Regions from separate parts of the Mus musculus genome. Here regions 1, 3 and 4 are each linked to region 2. The links are chromatin contacts, called in public promoter capture Hi-C maps. All regions are on one chromosome and are shown on one strand. The core of a region is the stretch at or near the end of the contact, and the rest is flanking DNA. Distances in the headings are between cores, read along the strand shown.

The links. Promoter capture Hi-C pulls out the DNA fragments that hold promoters and counts their contacts.
Region 1: a contact with region 2 is called in a promoter capture Hi-C map of the HPC-7 cell line, with 4 times the contacts expected there. The contact joins the enhancer-like site here to the promoter of Zfp292 in region 2. A contact is called at or near these places in 3 of 39 promoter capture datasets (the HPC-7 cell line, the SN4741 cell line and pre-B cells) and 1 of 115 datasets of contacts at active chromatin or transcription factors (large pre-B cells).
Region 3: a contact with region 2 is called in a promoter capture Hi-C map of liver, with 3 times the contacts expected there. The contact joins the enhancer-like site here to the promoter of Zfp292 in region 2. A contact is called at or near these places in 12 of 39 promoter capture datasets (the 3T3-L1 cell line, 3T3-L1-derived adipocytes, the C10 cell line and 7 more) and 1 of 115 datasets of contacts at active chromatin or transcription factors (pro-B cells).
Region 4: a promoter capture Hi-C map of the 3T3-L1 cell line shows a contact between it and region 2, with 7 times the contacts expected there. The contact joins the enhancer-like site here to the promoter of Zfp292 in region 2. A contact is called at or near these places in 14 of 39 promoter capture datasets (the 3T3-L1 cell line, 3T3-L1-derived adipocytes, the C10 cell line and 9 more) and 1 of 115 datasets of contacts at active chromatin or transcription factors (embryonic stem cells).

The regions. Positions count from the first base shown.
Region 1 is chr4:33,442,862-33,448,465 of GRCm38.p6, forward strand. Rngtt (RNA guanylyltransferase and 5'-phosphatase) reads left to right here. Exons shown (of 16, transcript NM_011884.3): 14 at 740-806. Among named protein-coding and RNA genes, the nearest start is that of Mir8118, 7.6 kb to the left of the region's middle. Within about 2 kb of position 4,225, at least 40 of the 459 cell types and tissues checked have an H3K27ac peak or open chromatin away from gene starts, as enhancers often do. A contact at or near this core is called in the HPC-7 cell line and pre-B cells, where this site is marked.
Region 2 is chr4:34,880,599-34,886,114 of GRCm38.p6, forward strand. Zfp292 (zinc finger protein 292) reads right to left here and starts at 2,350. Exons shown (of 8, transcript NM_013889.2): 1 at 2,160-2,350. The coding sequence starts at 2,321.
Region 3 is chr4:33,381,928-33,387,251 of GRCm38.p6, forward strand. The region is part of intron 12 of Rngtt (RNA guanylyltransferase and 5'-phosphatase); the gene reads left to right. Among named protein-coding and RNA genes, the nearest start is that of Mir8118, 53 kb to the right of the region's middle. Within about 2 kb of position 2,519, at least 6 of the 459 cell types and tissues checked have an H3K27ac peak or open chromatin away from gene starts, as enhancers often do. A contact at or near this core is called in liver, where this site is marked.
Region 4 is chr4:33,340,128-33,346,076 of GRCm38.p6, forward strand. The region is part of intron 8 of Rngtt (RNA guanylyltransferase and 5'-phosphatase); the gene reads left to right. Among named protein-coding and RNA genes, the nearest start is that of Rngtt, 33 kb to the left of the region's middle. Within about 2 kb of position 3,799, at least 27 of the 459 cell types and tissues checked have an H3K27ac peak or open chromatin away from gene starts, as enhancers often do. A contact at or near this core is called in 3T3-L1-derived adipocytes, where this site is marked.

The DNA.
Region 1 (5,604 bases), core at 2,975-5,474, 1.4 Mb before region 2:
TGAACTCTCTGTGTATTGGAAGTTGACCGTAAACCTTTGATCTTCCTGCTTTCATCTCATGAATGCAAGGATTACAAACCTGTGAAAACATGCCCAGTTTTATGTTGTACCAGCTTCATGCATGCTAGGCATACCTTACCTGACTGAGGTACATCCCAGCTCCCCATTTCAACATTTTACCCCACCCCCTCTTTCTTGGCAATAGAAGTAAGTATTCCTTTGGTGTTACTATCTCACTGTGTACACACACACACACACACACACACACACACACACACATGCTTGTGTTTCATAGTATCTATTAGAGAAATCTCTCTCTCTCTCTCTCTCTCTCTCTCTCTCTGTGTGTGTGTGTGTCTGTCTGTCTGTCTGTCTCTGTGTCTCTGTGTCTGTGTGTCTAGGGAGATCAACCTCGGGTACTGATTCTTAGATTCTGTCTACCTTGCTTTTTGGGTGGTCTCTTTCTTGGCCCCAAACTTGACAGTTAGAGTAGGCTGGTTGGCAGGTAATCCTGTCTCTGCCTCCTGGTGCTTGGATTACAAGCTGTTGCCACCACATCTGGCTTTTTCACATGGATCGTGGGGAATCCAACTCAGGTCTTCATGTTTGTGCAGCAAACACTTTACTGATGAAGTTATCACTCCAGTTTTCCCACTTTTTATTATTATGCATTCTTGCTTTAAAGGCAGAGTACTATATAAATAAGTTTTTTTTTTTTTATTTTTTTCCCACCTTGTAGGTTGCTTCCACAGAATGTTGGCCTTCTCTATGTTGGAGGTTATGAAAGACCCTTTGCACAAATCAAGGTATGATTGTTCATTTTCTGTGTGTTTTTCTTTGGTGTTTACTTATCTGGAACCCACTGTTTAGTAAAGCGACCAGCCTCATAAAAGATGTTGTGAATGTGAAGGAATAATTTCATGGATGGGTTTTGCTAATGTCTTCTGCAAAAATTGTTAAGCAATTTTAGACCCAGTGTTTAAAACTCTGATCATTCTAGAGTTGACTTTCAACAGTATTTTTAGAATATGTGCTCTCCTTTATTGGGGAATGATTTACATCAGTATACTGTAATTAGACATCCAGTTTGATAAAAGCTTGATATTTACTTATGTAAAAGCTCTTAAGATAATGAAATATATCTATCACTTGAAAAAAGATACTGAAATCATTTGGAACTTTTTTCTTTATGCTCTTCTTTTTGTCATCTTGTCCCTTAGAAACTACTAAACTAATTTGTTTTGGGTTTTGTTTTGTTTTTATTAGATATTTTCTTTATTTACATTTCAAATGTTATCCCCTTTCCTCCTTTTCCCTCCGAAAACCTCCCTCTCCCATCCCTCCTCCCCCGCTCACTAACCCACCCACTCCTGCTTCCCTGTCCTGGCATTCTGCTACACTGGGGCATAGATCCTTCACAAGGGCAAGGGCCTCTCCTCTCATTGATGTCTCACAAGGCCATCATCTGCTACACATGCAGCTGGACCCATGGGTACCTTCATTTGTACTCTTTGGTTGGTGGTTTAGTCCCTGAGAACTCTGTGGGTACTGGTTAGTTCATATTGTTGTTCCTCCTATGGGGCTGTAAACCTCTTCAGCTCCTTGGGTCCTTTCTCTAGCTCCTCCATTGGGGACCCTATGCCAAGTCCAATGTTTAGCTGTGAGAATGTGTCTCTATATTTGTCAGGCTCTGGCAGAGCCTCTCAGGAGACAACTATATCAGGCTCCTGTCAGCAAGCACTTGTTGGCATCCACGGTAGTGTCTGGGTTTGGTAATTGTACATGGGATGGATCCACAGGTGGGGCAGTCTCTGCATGGCCTTTCCTTCAGTTTCTGCTCCAAACTGTCTTTGTATCTCCTCCCATGGGTATTTTGATCCCCCTTCTAAGAAGAATTGAAGTATCCACACTTTGGTTTTCCTTCTTGAGCTTCATGTGGTCTGTAAATTGTATCTTGGGTATTCTGAACTTCTGGGTTAATAGCCACTTATCACAGAGTGCATACCATGTGTGTTCTTTTGTGATTGGGTTACCTAACTCAGGATATTTTCTAGTTCCATCCATTTGTCTAAGAATTTCATGAATTCATTGTTTTTAATAGCTGAGTAGTACACCATTGTGTAAGTGTACCATATTTTCTGTAAACTAACTTGTATTGTAGAGGAATTTACATGAGTGGAGTCACACATTTTATCCCATTCTCTTATGTTTCTATCTTTAACTTAGCATGATTATTTTGAAATTCATCTCTTGCACTTATAATTACTACTTTTCTTTGTGTGATCATGTTGGAAATTGAACCAAGTGACTTGTGTGTGCTAGGCACTACTTGTTACCATTTGTATATAGTTTTCAGTAGGCTATCCTATATTTTTCTTCTTCTTTTTTTTTTTTTTTTTTTTTTTTTTTTTTTTTTTTTTTTGGTGTTTTTGAGACAGGGTTTCTCTGTGTAGTCCTGGCTGTCCTGGAACTCACTTTGTAGACCAGGCTGGCCTCGAACTCAGAAATCTGCCTGCCTCTGCCTCCCGAGTGCTGGGATTAAAGGCGTGCGCTACCACGCCCGGCTTATCCTATATTTTTCAAGGGTAGATACATAGGTCTGTACCATTGACCTTCCACCAGAACCATACTTTATGGATTATTGTAGTTTTATAGTAAGTTCCAAAATCAAATTGTATAAATCCTTCTGTTTTGTTCTTTTTTTTTAATGTATGTTTGGTCAATCTAGTTTTCTTTCATTTTCATATTTTTAAAAATTATTTCATCAATTTGTATAAAAAGGGCTTATTTGGATTCTGTTTGGATTATGTTGACTCTATAGATAGATTTGAATAAAATTGAAATTTTAACAGTATTGTGATATGAGTTGCTGGATTTGCTTCCCAGGAGAGGAAGAAAGGCAGGTAGATTTTAATAATATAGGGTCATTTAGTTCACCAAGCAAGATGCATCTCTCTATTTAATCCAGCTTTAATGTCTCCCAGTGATATTTTCTTGTTTTGGTGATCTTGCATAGTTTTACAATGCATAAGCATCTGTATTTTATATTTTTGATACTATTATAAAAGTATTTTTATTTCAGTTTCTGAATGTTTATTGCTAATGTACAAAAGATGATTTTAAACATGTTGACTTTGAATTCTATAGTATTATTACAGTCAATTATTGGTTCTTATAGTGATTTTTGTAGATTTTATAGCATTTCTCTACGTAATTATGTGATCCACTGAAAAAGGCTATCCTTGTCTGATCTTGGGTGCATTTCACTGCAGTGTCTTCATTGTTCTGACTGCAGTCTATAACGCCAAGCTGAACAGTAATGTTTAGAGCAGATATCCTTGGACATCTTCCTATCCTGAAGGGAGCATTCAGTCTTTTGTCAAAACTGTTTCCATAACAATATTAGTTAAGAATTGATCAAGTGGGCTTGAGAGATTGCAGAGGACTAGAGTGTGGTTCCTAGCACTCGGGCAGCTCGTAACTAGCTATGCCTCTGGCTGCAGCAGATCCAGCCTCTCTTCTGGCCTCTGTGGGTACCTAGACACATAAATAGTGAAATCATTTGTAAGAGGTGAGTAATTCTAGTTAGCATTGTTGTAAGAAATGAAAGAAAAAATGGGGCTGGGAGATGACTCAGCAGGTGAAACACTTCCTGTGTGAGTGTGAGGGCCCTGAGTTTGGATCTGCAGCACCACAGAAAGCTGGGTATGCTAGGTTGTGTATAATCCAGTGCTCATGGCGAGATGAGAGGCAGAGTACTCAACTGCAAACATAGGCACCATGTGTGGAAAGTGACACCTCTACCTTCATATGTGTGCTATGGCACATAGGAGAGCATACTTCCATATTTGAACGTGTGTGTCTCTCCTGCCCCACATACACATTAAATACACACCAGAGAGGGAGGGCAATGGAAAAAAAAATAGCAAGGCAGCAATAAAAGGGAAGATTTGAACTTTTTCTTTTTATTTGTTATTGTAACTTTGTTAATGTTTTGTTAATCCCACTGGTTAAGAGTAAGACCACTACCATAAATTTTTGAGCCAAATTTGAAGTAAGCTTTATTAAATGCTGGCCAGGGTGACAGATACTGGTCAGGTCTATACTCAGGAATTACCGTAGAATGGCTACAAACTGTTAGTTCCACGATTAGACATGCCCTTGTTCTTCCTGCCTTTGCCCAGTTGGGGCAGGCATACATCCTGGCATCCATGTGGAACAGTTTGTGGTCAGCAGCTGTTTTCTGCATGGTGTCTGTCAGCCAAGTGGAAATCTGCTGAGATGGATATAGACTGGGCACAGAAGTTAGTTTAGGAATATAAAGGAAAGTCTTACATTTGGAACTTTCAGGCCGATAGTCCTTGTAGTTGGAGGAGGGAGGTGTCCCAAGGAGGGGAGGCTTGCACAATCACCCCCCCAGGAGCGAGCAGGTAGGGAAGGTAGGAAACTTAGCCTGTACTTATCTGGAGTCTGTTTGACCTGTGAGAGGTGGTTCCAACTTGTATGGTTTCCTCAACTCCTTGAAGCTTACATACATTTTTTAGTTTACAAAGAAATAAAAGTTCTAGCTATAATAGCATTACCACTGTTTGTAACCTGTACTAAAATCTACAGTGTGGAGAAAGCAGCTAACAGGTGTCTCTGTAAAACAGCTGGAGTAGACTCGTGCCTTTGTGTCATAGCAAAAGCTATGTCCTGACTTAAAAAGCATGGAAATTCCTTTCTCTGTCCAGAGAGTTGGATTTGTATGGATTGGACAGAGGTGTTTTTAGCTTGAGGAGAAGCACTTTTTAAAAGATTTATTTATTTATTTATTTCATGTATGTAAGTACACTGTCTCTGTCTTCAGACACGTCAGAAGAGGGCATCAGATCCCCATTACAGATGGTGTGAGCCACCATGGGGTTGCTGGGAATTGAACTCAGGACCTCTTGGAAAAGCAGTCAGTGAGTGCTCTTAACCACTGCACCATCTCTCCAGCCCTGGAGAAGCTCTTTTAAGTCTGTACTTTGAAGGTAACAAAAGGAAAAGTGAAATCTTGAGCTTGTGATTGATAGTAGTAGTAGTGCTTACCAGCTTACCAAACTTCACTGATCAAGGCTAAAACTCTGACATTTAGAAACCTTAATATAACAATAGCATAAAGAGGAGGGAGGAAATCTGAAACATTCTTATTACTTAAGTCTTTCTTATGCTTCTACAACTTGTATTACATACCTTAAAACAGTTTCTTAGACACTCAGAATTACTTACACTTTGACGTCCTCAGACCTTTACATGCCTTATAACACTTTCTTAGGGCCTCAGAACTTAAATATATGTAAAGCCTTTTAATTTCATCTAGTTGTTTATCCGAGACACAAGTAATTATTATTGAGAGCAGTCATTGCAAAGCAAGTTCTTTTAAATAAAGGAATAGTAAAAAAAATTACTTTTGAAACTTGTTTAGTCTTTACTATAAAGTCTGCTAGCAAGGCAAACCTGTCTGCCTTTCTCAGCAGAAGATCTAGTAGCTCTAGGAAAAAGCAAAGCCTGATTGTTACATATGAAATGAACTTACAAGGAAGGTAGCTTCAGCCTCTAGGAAGGAGCTGATTGCCTGCT
Region 2 (5,516 bases), core at 1,100-3,599:
TATTGGGGTAGGGAGCATAAATCAGTCTTTAGCGAACAAGCCTCGAACCCAAGAGACACTGGGTTTGCCCCTCAGCCAATACACCCTCAGTATGAATTACTATTTCTAATTTTTGAAAACCACCAATGATTACTTCATTACTATTTGATTTTTATCAGCAAGGTAATAAAAAATGATTTATATACCTTAAGATTTATCACTTAATAAAACCAATATCGAGTTATTTTTTTTAACTGTTTTATTCATTAGAAGTAACTTTAAAATGCCAGGCAGTGGCACCTGACTATAATTCCAGCACATGGTGGGGCAGAGGGTGAGAGGGGAACAGGTAAATCTCTGAGTTCAAGTCCAGCCTGGTCTACAGAACAGCCAGGGCCACCCTTCCCCCCCCCCCAACACACACACAGACAATTCCTGTCTTAAAAAAGACAAAACAATAAACAAGAAGAATTTAAAACCTGGTGATGTACCTAGCATGCTGTACCTAGTACCATCTTAACCACAACCACACACACAGTGATACTTGTGCATCAATCTCAAAAACGAAAGAGAAAGCTATACTTATACTCTTTATCGCATGAGCCTTCATTTTAACAGTATTATCAATCCTTAAATCATCAGTGGATTCTACTAAGGAATTAATATCCCGAACTAAAGTAGACTTTAGTCTGCTCCCAACTGCTCATGGTGGCACAGATCTGTAATCCTAGCATTTGGGATGGTGAAGTAAGACGACTACCCAAAATTAATGCCAGCAAGGAGAGCATGGAAAGACTGTCTCAAAACACCTCCTCCAGAAGTGGACTCCATTTACAAATGAAATCTTGGCCGGGCGTGGTGGGGGCGTGGTGGCGCAGGCCTTTAATCCCAGCACTCCGGGAGGCAGAGGCAGGGGGATTTCTGAGTTCGAGGCCAGCCTAGTCTACAAGGTGAGCTCCAGGACAGCCAAGGCTACACTGAGAAACCCTGTTTCAGGGGAAAAAAAAAAAAAAACCAACAAACAAACAAATGAAAGCCTTATTTGTAAATTCTACTAAAATAATTTCTCAGGCTTACGATGGTGGGCAATTTCAGGGCATAGAAAATAGCAAATTTCAAAGTTTCTTTAATACTAAGGTTTAAAACAATGACTCTGTAATGTGGCCTCCAGATCTGACGAACTTTCTGACTGCATATATTTGCAGACAAGTCATCCTTGGTCCTATTTTTTTTTTTTAAATAACGAACCATCAATGCATGAGCATAAAATGCATACGGCAATGGGGCTGCTTCTGTATGTGATCAGATACCCTAGAAAGATAGATTTCAGCACCTGGAGGCTGGCAAGTGAAAGTATCCCTGTGAAATCCTAAAATGCTCCACCATTGTTCAAATCTCAGTGTTTCCAAAACAAAATCTTAAGCATGACACATCCATTAGGTTTCATGCTTTATGTAAAAAACGGCCTCAACTAGGCAGTTTAATCAATGTTCTCCCTCCCTCCATAGTCAGCACACGTTAACTGGGGAGTCTTAAGACCAGATGGAGATCCAAACTCTGATATCTGTCATAAGATAACATTTAGAATGTTACTAACATTCTAAATCCTAGTTAGAAAACGTTGCTGAAAAGCAATGTCCTTGGGCAAGAAAAGAATGGGAAGATCTGAAACTGACCCAAGCACAAATCCCTTGTCAACCAAAGACACTTAACAGGAAAGAACCCAAGAAATGTGGGGGTGGGGGTGCACGGGGGGGGGGCCGGAAATCGTACTCTTCCGGAACGTAAAGGCGAAACAGGCACTGGTAAAGCCGCCCCCAAGGGACGACTGACTATGGAACGGTGACAGCTCCTATGCACCGCGGAGAGCAGCCAGCAGGAACGGCCGCAGCGCAGACGCCGCCGCCACTCCCAGCTTGCAGGTCCGGCGGGATTGGCTCGAGAACATCAACAAAGACCCTCCGGTCGCAGCCTAACCCAACAACAAAGGCCGAGCGACTGCGCGCGACGGCCGGCGGCGACAGGGGGACTGGCGCGCGGCGGGCAGCCCGGCGCCCGCGGCGCAGCCCGGGAGCGTGCACGGAGCCCCGAGGCCGTCCGGCCCAGCCTGGCCGCGGAACACAAAGACGCGGACCGCCCGCGCTCCGGCCGCCGAGGCCCGCGGAGGGGGAGGGGCTCACCTGGCACAGCTGGCGGCAGTAGGCGGCGGCGGCCTCCACCGCGGGCTCCCGGCTCTCGCATAGCCGCCGCTCCAGCTCTTGCAGCCGCTCGCCCAGGCGCCGCAGCTCCGCCGCGCAGCCGCCACCGCTCAGGCGCTCCTGCTCGGCCTCATCGTCCGCCATCTTCGCAGCCCGCTCCGTCGCGTACGCACCTGGGTCACGTGATAACACAATGCCACGTTCGGCGGGGTCACGTGCCCGGTGCGCTGGCACGCCTGGGCGCACGTACAAAGGCCGGGTGTGGGGCTGGCGACCGCCGGGGCAGTGCTGCAGCGAGCTGAAGCTGAGGCCTCTGCTGCTGCGGCGGCGGCTAGGGCCAGGGCCAGGGCGAGGGCAAGGTCTGCGGAACAGCCGGAGGCCAGGGCAGGGTGGAGAGCTGGTGATTGCCCTGGTTCTGGGCCAACCCGAGAACGCCTCCTGGAAACAAGCGCTCTAGGTGTTGGAGGGCACACACACACAACAATTGGGTCAGAACAAAATGAGAGGTTCAATTCTCATTCTGGGAAATCAAGCAGCGAACACAAGAAAAGAATAGTGTGGAGAGAATTCAAACAGACCGAAATGATTAATGTTGTAACCCGGTGGTTTTTAAGGCACAAAAGCTTTTCTAAAATCTGGTTACCGTTACGCGTTACAAGAATCCACACCGAATCTTAGTTTGGGAAAGTAGGTCGAAGGAAAGAACACAATTAAGGATGCTAAAGTAAAAAAAGGAACACGGATGTCAAATAAATGCCAGTAGCAACCCTCCTCTTGGTGCTGCAAAACAGGTGGCCTTCTAAGCCGTATTTTATTTGCAAGACGAAAACAGTATTTGGCATTAGAATTGGAGAAGAGAGCTGAGTGTTGTGTGCACGGTTGTAATCTCAGCACTCGGAGACGAGAGGTTCAAAAGTTCATCCCTGGCTACATAATATTTCCTCCTCCAGCCTATGCCAGATGAGTTCTTACAAATTTAAAGGAGTAGGGGGTAGAATAAGAGGTAGTCGGAAAATCAATGTGCTTAACCATAAATTTCATAATCAAACTAATAACAAACCCAGTGTTTGAGGGCTAGGGGTGTGACTCAGTTGACAGAGTGCTTGCCTAGCTCCGTTCACTGCATAAACCAGGCAAAAGGCACGCAACTGCCTGTTTAATCTCAACCTTCCCTGGTGAACGCCAGAGTATCAGAAGTTCAGAGACTACACTATTTTGCCAGTTTCAGGTCAGCAAGAACAAATAGACAAACAAAACAAAACACCCCACAACCTACTGTTTATTTAAGAGGCAAGATGTCTGCCTTACAACTGAATCCTTTTAAAACAAACAACAGCGTTGACACACCTGGTCATTTTACTGTTGTGTTCTGACTGCACTGTATTTTTCTAAGGATAGTTATCTAAAATGAACAACCAGCCTGGAGGTTGGCTCTAGCAGAACTGCAGCACGAAGGAAGCTGGAGCTGAGGGTCTCCCGGTCCAGTCCGCCCGGGCTACATTGTAATGCTGGGTCTCAAAAACATAATTTCTACCGTATCCAGTAGCCTTTTCAGGAAATGTATATAATAAAGCCAGATGTGATTCTAGTCCTCACAGGTGACGGGAGGAGGACACTTAGTGGAAAATGTTCTCTGAATACTGTGTTGTTCCAGCGAATGTTTTGTAATGCATGCTTTTAAATCATTACATAAGATGAACAAGCACAAGGCAACCTTACAGAAAACAGCATCAATACTGCACATTAACAAGACAGAATCCTCTAATGCTTGCATGTACATGAGACCAGGGGAGCACACTGTAAGGCTAAGGATTTCCTCTATTGGATTGAACAGTGAAAAAGAGTTGAAGAAACAAATGAAGGTAGCTGTTTTGTCTTGCCCTAGTCCCTGTAGATACTCTACCAATGAGCTGCCCTGTACCCTCCTTGCTTAAGATTTTAAATTTTGCAGTTCATTTTCCCAGGTTATATATATAGTTCAGGTATTAAAGTTCCATCAATGTATGCTATTTTAGGATTCCAATGAAAATTATCAAAAGAAATATGTGATTAGCCAATGCACCAGTAAATGCAAGGACTGTACAATAACTAAAGGCTAGGAAGCTTACCTTTTCTACAATTCAACAGTAATGAGTTACACCACACTTCATTTACAGGAAGGAAAGTGTGTAGCAGCAGGTGTGGAGAGAAAGATCCAAAGTGAAATATGCCTGAATAATGATTTTTTAAATTATTACATAGGGCTAGGGTGTAGCTCGATGGCAGAGCACATTCCGGAGACTCTGGTAATGGGATGGGGAGGGGGTACCTAGTAATGTCATTCCTACCTTCAGGCCATGATACCCTTGTGGCTAAAAAAACTGGATTAGGAGCTGGAGAGATGGGCTCAGTGGTTAAGAACATTTGCTAGTTTTCCAGAAGACCAGGGTTGTAGTCCCTGTACCAGGTGGCTGCTTCACAGCTGTCTGTGAGTTCAGTGTCAGGGGATGCCAACTGCTTCTGGAACCAGACATGCAAGTGGTGCACAGACCTCATGCAGGTATGACACTCTTACATAGAAAATAAAATTTTAAAGGAAACTGGAATCATAAATTGGATCTGCATTCTAGTACGGCCATATAAATTCATCTGCACCTTTTGCTTTTATCTAGTGTCTGTGACTGTTAAACTTGAGAATTATGAGGAGAAAGACGGCCTTAGTTAGGGTTTTATTGCTGTGAAGAGACACCAGGACCACAGCAACTCTTATAAAGGACAATATTTCTGGTTTATATTTTCAGAGGATTAGTCCGTTATCATCATGGCAGGAAGACATGGTGCTCGAGCTGTAACTAACAGTTCTCCAGCCCAGTCTGCAGGCAGCAGGAAGAACAAGTCACACTAGGCATGGCTTGAGTATCTCAGACCTCAAAATCCATGTCTTAGTGCCTTTTGGCCAGCCTGAGACCAAGGTGACTTTCTGTGACCTGTTTGCTTTTTCCTCTTTTTGGGCAAGTGACTTAGTGACAAAACATTTACATATAGAAAGAAGTAATGGGCCACAGAAACGACCATACCAAATATCCAGTCATAGCACAGAAACTAACAATTGAAAATAAAGAGAGACATCTACATAGCTATTTAATACAACGCCTGTGGGTGCAGGGCATCCTACCAACCCACAGAGAAGACAATCAACAAGCACACTGAGTGGAAACGAGCATGTGATTGTCCCTTGGTATGGTTGTCAAAGGAGAGAACAGCCAGAGGCAACTTGGGAGAGTACAGAGTGAACATTTCTCTCAGAATAGATCAGATGATTAGAGGGACAGCGGGGAAGCAGAGAGAAGAGACCAAGGG
Region 3 (5,324 bases), core at 1,269-3,768, 1.5 Mb before region 2:
GACTTTCAGCTATGAGATACTCCTTTGACAGAGGGCAAGACACCAACATTTTGCAGGGTAAAGTCTATCAGCTTCTCATTGTTAGAGAAGTTGTTGCTGACTCTCAGTTTATGTAAAATATTTCAACCCAAACAGTGGTAGGGGTGATCAGGCATGACCAAGAGCAAGTGGGTTATCTTCTTTACTAGGTAGATGGAATAGGTAGTGGTCCAGGGCTTCCTGTTGTACCTTGGACTGCAATCTTTTGATCGGTCAATTGGCCTAGGGGCTTCTGAAGGGCTGAATATGTCAACCTGGTGTCTATAAAAAAAGTCAGTTGCTTTGCCTCCAGCTTTCAATATTACCTTAGGCTCCTGGGGGATTAAAGCATAGGAGCCTGGGTCCTGCCACCTTTCCACTTCATTTTTCCAGTGTCTTTTCTTCTTGCAGTAGACATTGGTCTTCCTCTGATGGTGGTCTGCTTGTCTTCTGGCCTGCTTCTGCACTAGACTGGCTTATTGTCTGGGTTTTTTCTTTTAGGTCTGCCTCTATGGCCCTAGTATGTCTTTGTTAAACACCGCTTGGGCTACCTATAGCACCTGGGACCTATCTATAGCTTGAAATCCCTCTAACTTTTGTAATTCTTTCTAATATCTGGGACCAGCTGAGTGACAAAGACAATGTTGAACACCCACCCACTCTCCAGTGCTTCTGGCTCTATTGGGCATATATGCATGGTCAACCTCTAGAAGATGCTCTAGGAACACAGCAGGATGATAGGAGGTCTCCTGTGCAACTTTACTTGTGGGCTTCCACACTGTTGCTTGGAACCCAGCTTGAAAGTCCAGCAGTAGGCTTCTAGTGCTCCCTTTCTTGGGTCAGTGTTAGGATCCCAATGGGGTTGATTGGATAGAAATGTGCTCTAATTGCAGTAAGCATTATTAGCCAGAGATCCCCCTTCTGGACACAGGACTGCTTTCTTAGCTTCCAGCTTTATAAGATCCCTTCCTTCTAATCTGAACAGAGTGACCAGTAACTTGGCAATCATCCCAGGTGGGCTGCTGGGTATAGAAAACAGTCTTGAGAGAGATTAGTGCCTACAGCTTCTCAGAGAAATGGGGTTCTGGGACTTAGAGTTTTACAGGTCACTGGTCTAGAAGGGGACATATATCATAAATGGGTGTAGGGCTTCTAGCTGGGATCCTTTGGCTCAAAAGAACTGAGTCTAGAGGTCTTGCTGGAGGAAAATAATAGCAGCAACTGCTGGGGTCTAGGTTGAATAGGGCACTCAAAGGAATCAGGAATGGTAGTTGAGACATCTGCTGGATTTAGGGAAGGACATAATTGGAGCCATTGTGGATAATGTGGAGGAGACACATACTTGGGGGAGGCCTTTGTAGGAGAAGAACAGGAAAAGGTCTCTGGGGTCCAGACTTGTGATGGGCTCTCCCTTTGTTCAGGGACATAGTGTGACAGTAGGTCTTCCTCCTTTGGGTCACTGGATAGAATTGTTGTTGCTTTTCCCATTGGGGTTTAGCTACCAAAACCTTGGTACCAGCTTTAAGCTAACCTATGAAGGAGGTTGTTGCAATAGACTTAACCAAGCATCTAGGGAGGAAAACTGATCCATGGTGGCCAGGCTTTCCTGTGATCACTAGTCATACTGCTCGTTATCTGCCTTTATTATATATGCCCACAGACACCATTCAATGTCACAAGAAGGCTGCTTTAATTCATAAAGGGTCGGGTCGGAAGGTGTTCTTTCAAAAAATCAACTCCTTTAGTTTGCTTCCCTGTCTTTATTTGCCTCCTGGAAATAGTGAGGGAAACACTCCAAAGGAGTGAGCTGTTCACAAGCAGAAGTGCCTGCAGTTTCACTTTCTGGATTTTAATTCATAATGACAAGTAACATACACGATCAGAAGAGACAGAGGCAGATAGGACAGGAACAAACAAAAGCAATAAAAGAGGTGGGCACCTCTGGAGGTGACCAGGTGACTCACTGAAGAAAATTTAGACTGAGATGTCAGAGGGGTCTGCAAGCATTAAGTTCTCTCCTAGAATCCTGGAACATGTCATGTTGTACACCCTCTAGAAGGGAGCCCAAGCTGAGACCTGAGTGCTGGTCAAACTGTTGTGGACCTCCAAATGTTGCAGGGGTAGTGACTCCAAAGACTCCAACATGACCATCCGTTCTTATTGAGAGTCAGCATTAAGCTGCTGATGTCTGCCCAAAGAGAAACACTTCTCACAGAGTAGCCTCAAATGCATTTTACTGGGAGCTTTTAAAGGGAAAGAACACAGGAAAAACTTCATCCTTGTTGGCAGTTGTAGGGGGAAGTAAAGGAATCGAGCATCAAACATAATTGGCTAGACATTTCAGCCCCAAGTTTCTACAACAGAGCTGGGTGCTTTCCCATGGGACTTTTTTACTGTGTGGGGAGTAAGGAGGGATGTTTATTTCAGGTTAAGCTAATGATGGCTCTGTCTGAGAGAAGATTGAGGAACTTTGTCCCATCACACAGCTAGCCCCAAATAAGCTAAATTAGCCTTTGGACCTGCGGTATTTCAGTCTTTTCCTACTACTGGGTTTCCAATCAGTCTGTGTAGACACAGCTTTTTTCAGGAGTTTTCATTAGCACTTTCCAAGTACCACATTTTGTATATGCAGGTGTCCAAATGGTATTAAATATCATAAGGTCCCTTGTAGCTAGGAAATCTCATTCCTATGATCTGATGTAGTTGAGACTGAGTAGTGGGTAGAATATCAGTTTTCAGGAGAGAGGAATAACTGGTAAAGGCTATTAAGAAAGAAACTCATGCATCCTTTCAGACTATTAGCCAGAATGATCCAGTTCCTATTTGAATTTTTCATACTCTGTATCTAACATAATATTTATATATGAAAAAGGATTATTATATCTAAAACTGAGTAGTTAAGAATTCAGATTGGCCTAATGAAGTAAAAAGGTTTAACAGATGAAAACATGTATTTAAAATAACCAAGATTTACATAGGTTTAAAAACTAGATTGCTATGTTTTCCCCTGTATTTACAGTTATTTATAGTCGATAACCTATCTTATTAATATTTAAATGGTTGTAAACAGGAGTTTGGAAGGAGTCACTGTACTATTATCACCCCCCCCACCTTCTATTATTGGAATACACATTGTTTAATATTTTTATCCTGACTATCTGGAGAGCATTTTGGATACTAATTAAATAAAAAAAGCATGAGTACTTAAAGCATAAAACATGATATTGTTATTAGAGATGGATGTCTTTTGTATGATTTGAATGAGAAGCATTAACTCAAACCTTTGGTATTTCTAGCTAAGACTAAATGTAGTTTAATTTAAAAACTAGATTTTTTTTTTCGTTTAAATTGTGGTGAATGAGAAACACACACGCACACGCACACGCATACACACACACACACACCTACCTACCTACCTACAATGAAAACACTTGAATCTTGAATCTTTTAAACTCTTGTTTTGAATAAGATAGAGTTTAAGGCAAGCAAGCAGCCATAGCAAAATGGCTTGATTCAGTGAGAGCATATAACATTTTCATTTGTAACTTCGTTAAGACCAAAATTATTTATTATTTTATCACTTAGAAATATACTAGGTCGGATATTAAATATCAAGAAAGTTTTATAATCTAGGTGTGAGTTAGAAATACTTGGATATAATCCTGATCTTTTAATAAAAATGAAGTCTTTGGTGTGGTAAACTCCTTCTCTCCTCTCATTGAGGAAATCATCTGTTTTTTTTTTTTTCTTAATATTTGGTGGACACATTAATTTTGAATTTTTGTTATAGTTAAAAGTATTTTACAGGGATGGAGAGACGGTTCAGTGGTTAAGAGCATTGACTGTTCTTCCAGAGGTCCTGAGTTCAATTCCCAGCAACCACATGGTGGCTCACAATTATCTATGATGGGTTCTGATGCCCTCTTCTGGTGTGTCTGAATACAGCGACAGTGTACTCACATATATAAAATAAATAAATCTTTTAAAAAAAGGAAAGTATTTTACAATATCATGTTTTATTTATTTATCCAGTAGACCAAGTTTTATAAACAAATTTATATATTTGTTCTTTGAAACAAGCTTTTCAATTACTAATTTAGTAAGAATATTTTAAATAAGCCTGACTCTTTAAAACTTTCTTTTAAATGGTTAAAACAGTGACTGCTTATTAAAAAGAGAAAGACTTTGTCCAGTAGGGAAACATAAAATGCTGAAATTTAACCTGAGGCTTTTTTAGAATTGTTATTTGTTTTTTCCCCCATTCAAACATAATTTACTTTGATTTTTGGCTAACATTTTAAAATTAATTTTTAGTCGTTTTTATATAATATATTCTGATGATGCTTCTCCTCTTTCCCAGGTCCTCTCAGATTCTCCTCTCCTCTCTACCCACCCTATCCAGCACCTCTCCTTCTCTTTCTCTCTCTAGAAAACAAACACTAGAAACTCACATACAGAACAGAAACCTTACAAAAGACTGGATCAAAAACAATAAACAGTGCCCAAACAGGGCAATACGACATAAAATGTCTACAAAAATACCATCGAGTTTGTTTTGTGTTAAGCATGTACTGCTGGGTGTAAGGCCAACGCTGAAGTGTGGTTAATATACCCAGTGAGACTCCATTGGAGAAAAACACTTTTTCCTTTGTAAGCAGGTGTGAATTGCAGACAGCTTCTTCACTAGGAATGCTTGCCTGTGTCCACTTTCTCCTCTCATTGCTGAAACTCTGTCTGGCTTGAACCTGTGCAGTGCTATCCCAGGCTCTGAAAGTTCATATGTATATCAATCCTGTTGTGTCTGGAGGGCACTATTTTCTTGGAGTCATCCATCTCCTCTGGCTTCTTAAAATCTTTTTGCCTCTTCTTCTACATGGATCCCTGAACCCCTAGGAGAGGAGTTTGTTGAAGATATCCCATTTCTGTCTGAGTGTTCCAAAATCTCTTAATCTCTCCACATTGCCCAGTTGTGGAGTTTCTGTGTTCCCATCTACTGCAAGGGGAAGCTTCTGTGATGAGGGCTGAGTGAGGCAGTGATCTGTGGGTATAGCAGAGTGTCATTAGGAGTCATTCTATTGCTACTACTTCTTTAGCAGACCAATACATAACACTTGCTTTTCTCCTAGGCCTATGGCCTATCCAGTCTCAGGTTCTTTGCCACCTAAGGCAGTGTCAGGCATAGGTTCTGCCTCATGGAGTGGTCCTTCCAGTCAGATAGTGGTTGATTATTCCCCAACAACATACTGTTGTACCAGTGTATCTTGCAGGCAGGGATGCACTTGTAGATGGCAGGGTTTGTAACTGGG
Region 4 (5,949 bases), core at 2,549-5,048, 1.5 Mb before region 2:
TATTGCTGTTATGGGTAAACACTCTATCTGAAATACTGGGAGCCAGAGTGGTATGAAAGATTTACACATAATTGGAATTGGATTTGCTGGGGATGGGATTCATGGAAATGGTCTTAAAGGTAATTAGATCCAATAAATACATACAGATTTTACCTAACAGTTTTGCAATAGTGTGGTTTCAGATCAGTGTTCCATGAGTTTCAGATTCAGCAATTTGGATTACAGATGTTCTGATCATCAGAGCAGAAGTTTAATTCTGTGTCTAAGAAAGGTGATAAGTTTTTTTTTTTTTAAAGCAGAATAAAGGAAACCATATGTGGTTCATGTTTGTAATCCTTAATATTTTTTCCTTTTCATCAAACATTTTTCTATTTAATAGTAATGTATAGTTGTTTCTTTTTTGGTTTTTGTATTTAGATAAGCAATATAATACTGCAAAGCTTATACTGGATAAAAGTTATAGTCTGTTTCTATTCCTTCTTCCTTCCCATCAGTTCTACTCCACAAAGCGACTGCTTTCAGCCATTGTTACCTTTAACTACTTGAATGCTGTCCCACGTCTCTCTCCTTGGAGCCGTGAGTGAGATGCTGTTAATATAGTTCACCAGCATCCTTATGTCCCCTTTCCTTTCAGTATTCCATCGTAGTTACTTCACTGCTGGTCTTCACTGGCTGCAGTTTATTCTTCCTGGTCTTGGCTTATTAACCCTAAACAGTGCTTGTTGAGTGGAGCTAGTGCTAGAACCCAGGGCATCCTAGGCAAGCAGTCTTGTTTCTGAGCTACATCTCCAGTCCTGACTTAAAATTGAATTGTCTGTCTGTCTGTCTGTCTGTCTCTATCTCTATCTACTATGTATGTGAGTATGTGGTGTTTTCATATAGGCAGGTGTATGCCTCAGAATATGTATAGAGGTGAGGGGGTAAGTTGTATGGGTTGGCTCTCTCTTTCCATCATGTGGGTCCCTGAGATTAACTTAGGTCTTTAGGCTGGGAGCTAAGTGTCTCCCTGCTGAGCCATTTTACTGGCTTCAAGTCCTAACTTTTAATATTTGCAGCTGTTACTATTTATAGACACTTTGGTAAACACAGTTTTTAAAAATTATTTTATGAATATATGTGTATGCCTCAGTGTGTTTGTGTGTACCACCTATGTACAGCAGGGGTCAGAAGAGTGAGTTACCATATCTCTGGAGTTACAAAAAGTAACTCTTGATGTGTAGGTGCTGGGAATCAAACGTGGGTCTTCCGCAAGAACAGTGAGTATTTTCAACTCCTGAGCCATCTCTAGCCCTGGTAAACAGATTTTAAAAACATTAAATAAATTAAAAAAAAATGTGTGTGTGTGTGTGTGTGTATCTGTGTGTCTGTGTGTGTGTGTATGCATGCATGTCACATATGTGCAGGTGCCCATGGAGTCCAGAAGAATGCATTAGAACCCCTGGAGCTGGAGTTTTTAGCAATTATAGGTGCTGGTGATCTAATTCAAGTTCTTTGGAAGAGAAGCAAGTGCTTATAACTGCTCTATCTCTATAGCCCCTAAAAAACTAAAAAACCAATTCTGTGGTCTAATTAATTAGTTAATTAATTAATACTAATTATTATTGAGCGAGAGAGGCAGCCTGGACAACCTGGAGCTTGCTGCATAGCAGAGGTTGACCTTGAACCAGGGACCTCCCAAGTACTGAGATTATAGGCATATATCAGCATGGCCAGTTGTGGTTGAAATTAAATGGTGAAAATAATGTTTTTCTTCTTACTGGAAATATTTTTAGATTAGTGGAAGGGATCTTTTTAAAGAAATTATTTAGTTTTTAAAAATTTTCATGTGCATTGGTGTTTTGCCTACATGTATGTCTATATGAGGGTGTCAGATCTTAGAGTTACAGACAGTTGTGAGCTACCATGTAGGTCCTGAGATTTGAATCTGGGTTTTCTGGAAGAACAGCCAGTGCCTCTTAACCACTGAGCACTTAGCCTCTCTAGACCGACCGACCGACCGACCGACCGACCGACCTTCCTTCCTTCCTTCCTTCTTTTTTTTTTTTAGAAAGATTTCTTTATTTATTGTATGTATGTCAGTACACTGTAGCTGTCTTCAGACACACCCAAAGATGGCATTGGATCCCATTACAGATGGTTGTGGGCCACCATGTGCTTGCTGGGAATTGAACTCAGGACCTCTGGGCGAGCAGTCAGTGCTCTTAACCACTGAGCCATCTCACCAGGCCCTTCCGTGTTTTCTTTTTGTTTTTTCTAGACAGGGTTTCTCTGTGTAGCCCTGGCTGTCCTGGAACTCACTTTGTAGACCAGGCTGGCCTTGAACTCAGAAATCCGCCCTCCTCTGCCACACAAGTGCTGGGATTCAAGGTGTGAGCCACCACCGCCTGGCTTTTTTTTTTTTTTTTTTTTAATATCAAGAAACCACTTTAACATTTCAAAGATTTAGGGATTTGATCTGTGAATTGCTTACAAAGGCATTTTAAAGTGAAGCCAAAGATAGAAAAGGGCTCCGTGAGGTCAGGAGTGGTTACTGCTTTTCTTCTAGCCTGATTAGCACATGTGTTGTCTGTTTGCTGGAGTTGGGCTGTTCCAAGAAGTGTACTCATTGTAGCAGTGACCACAGGTACACTCAAACCTCCCAGTGAGGAGCTGTGACCCACACTGCTGTAAAGTCTAGGACAGCTTATACTAAGTAGTTTCCCTTCCCCCAACAAAACCCAGACTAGAGAACCATGAGGCAGGGAGCCTGTTCGAAGCTCTCGGACCAGGGGCTTCTGACGTGAACTTGACAGAGCTGTTGTGCTAGAGAACCCTCCTTTTCTGTCACCGTTGATTACATGTGTGCGTATGTCTGAGTTGTGAAAATTTAGTTTAAACTAAGTTTCTTTTTCAGTCTGCATGTTGTGTCATTCCTTGAGTTGATACTGAGCCTGCATCTTGGGCTCCCCCTGTGGAGATGCCTGCTGCCACTGTGTGTGTGTCTTGACCCTTTATACTTTTTCTTTCCCAGAAGTTTGTTGAAATAGTAGACATATTTTTGTTCCTTCTTTCTCTTACTATTTTTATTAGTTTGTCAAAGTCACCAAATATTTAGCAGTTTAAATCATCAAACATCTCAGTATCTGAGAACAATTTAGTTGGGTAGTTCTTACTGAGTGACTTTCATGACATTGAAGTTAAACTGTTTACCAAAGCTTCTGTGAACCAAATCTTCCATATGCTGTGCTTGATGGTAGGCTCTTTACTGGCTATTGAGTGAGCTAACTGTACAGTAGCATTGTTGCAAGAGCAAACTGTCAGATCAGGCATTGTGACATGCCTGAGGAAATAAGATTTGTTGTATTCATGAGCTAAAAGCAAGCTCCAAATAGGCAAAAGAGCAAGGCTTCAGATTAACTACCCTCTTGCCCTCCCAACAACAATGACAGCAATAGCCTTAAAACAAACATTTCCAGACATTTTAAGTGTGGCAGCACACACAGATGTCACAGTTCAGTGGCTTCATGCAGTGGAGTAAGATTCAGAATGACCTTGCTGCTCACAAGACACTGCAAACTGGTCGCAGAGGTTTCTTTTGTCCTTTAAGTAGTATATGGTCGTTTAAAAACATCACACAAGCACATCCACAGCTCAGATTCTCTGGTGCTCGGATGCTCCCAACCAAGATGGTAGGAAGTGAGCAGTGTTCGACTTGGAAGGACTACTGCTTTTGTCCGCTCGGTGTGGTCCTGTACTGCCTGCTCTGGTGGAATGTGGCCAACACAGGAGGAGGATCCCAGTTATCTGTGCAGTCCAGCTGCAACACAGAGTTTTCGCGTGGAGATCATTCCAACCTGAAGTTGTATGATAGTTGACATATGCAGAAGGGAGTGTTGGAGCTTCACATAGGAGCTTTAGAGCAGAAATGTCAGCCAGGCACACTATTTTCCACATTTAAAACCTGAAAGCAAAAATGCCACTGTTACTGCTTGCCTCTGATCACTGCCCCTGGAGGCAAAGGGAGGAGGGTAAGGGTTCAGGTAGAATCTTAGCTATATATTGAATTCAAGGCCAACCTGGGGGCTTAAGAACTCCAGTGTAGTTGTTATAGAACGTTTTCTGCACACAGATCTTTCTACCTTTGCGTTCCAAGTGCTGATATTCTTCAATATTTTATTTTATTGATTTATTAAGAGTTTCATTGTTGAAAACTTCCTGGCATGGGGTTGATATTTTATGACCTCAACGAGATGGTATCAGAAGAGCAGCTTTAATCTGGTGTCTCTCTAGTAAAACAGTAGAATTGTAATGGTAGCTATTGTATTATATGTCTCAGAATACTGTCTGTTGGGAGGTTAAACATTTAGCAACGATCAGGTGGGTTATGTACACATTATGGAAAATCAGCTTCTTTGATAATACTGACATGTTCTTTTGTGCACTGCAGTTGCTGTTGTTAAAAAAAGAAAGTTACCCATATAGCCAGATACAGGGGTACACACTTGTTAGGCTGAGGCAGGTAGAACCCAGAGTCCAGGTCAGCTTGAGCTACACAACAAGCTTCAAACCAGTTAAGAGTTCCACAATGAGAACAAATCGGATTTTTTCTTTTTTCTTTCTTTCTTTCTTTCTTTCTTTCTTTCTTTCTTTCTTTCTTTCTTTCTTTCTTTCTTTCTTTCTTCCTTCCTTCCTTCCTTCCTTCCTTCCTTCCTTCCTTCCTTCCTTCCTTTCTGTATTAAAGTTCTTAGTGTGTTAGCCTCAAAAATAGGTGGTGTGAGGACCACCATCTCATGTTTATTTATTTGTTTTTTAATTTAACAGAGAACGGGTGCTGGTGTGGAACTTTTTTTTTCCCGTATGAAGGCTGATGTTTGTGCTTGGAAAGTGTAGTAATTCTGAGAAATAGCCCTGCGCTATAGTTTGGAAAAGCTCTGCATTTTAAAACCGGGTTCCATTTCTATTTTCTGTTTTGTTTTTTTCTTCTTCTTAATTCTATCTTCTTAAGGAGCTAAATTCTAATTTTGTTTGGTAGTAGTTTGGTTCCCAAAATGAATTGTTATCTGTGAAATTAGTAAAGAAATGGGGTACTGAGTGCATTAATTATACAATCCCATTCAAAGGTTTTTATAGGCAGCCCATCTTAGTACAGCGTCTCTGGCTTCCAGCCTAGCTTTAAAATAGCTACTGCTGATAATTTTGTTGGCAGGTAAGCTTGCTTGGACCAGTTTTAATAATATTTTGGGATTTAGGAAACTTAATTTAAAAAATACTCTAATGTGATAGAGAATTAGATTTTGTTGTTTCATGAATTTTGTAGAAAACATTTAAGTTTTGTGTGTGTTAGCTTTGCCTGATAAAAAGTGAACTCTTGGGGGTATAGGATATAGAATATAATTAGAACAAAATAATTGCTGCTTAAATTATAAAATTAAAGTGTCTATATATTGAGAATTCCTTGCTATCTGGCCCTCATAGTTGCCTTTTGAATCTACGTATATGTGATCATTTTCTTTTTGTTTTCTTTAGTGCTATAGACACTTGTTTTTAGCTATTAGAATGATCCATGCAGAATGTCTTATGCTTGACACTTTTCTGTCAGTATCAACAAAGTAGCACTCAGTTTTTAAAAAGAGATTACTTATGTGTTACGTGTGCATATCTGTGTAAGCATACAGTGTGTATGGCGATGCTGCTGGACACAGCTAGAGTAGAGTTACAATAGTTTAAGCTGCTGGATGCGAGTGCGGGCAACTGAACTCAGGTCTTTTGCAAGAGCAACAAGAGACCACTGAGCCTTCTCTCCTGCCCGAGAGGAGTTGATTTCTAGTAGTGTAACCCATTAAACATTTTTCATTGATGTTAAAGAAAAGTGAAAATGAAGGTCATAGAATAGCTCTGTCCCACGGCCAAGTGCTTATAACCTTGCAAACCAAGCAAAAGCTGTTCTGAATTTTCGAAAGCTCTATCTCT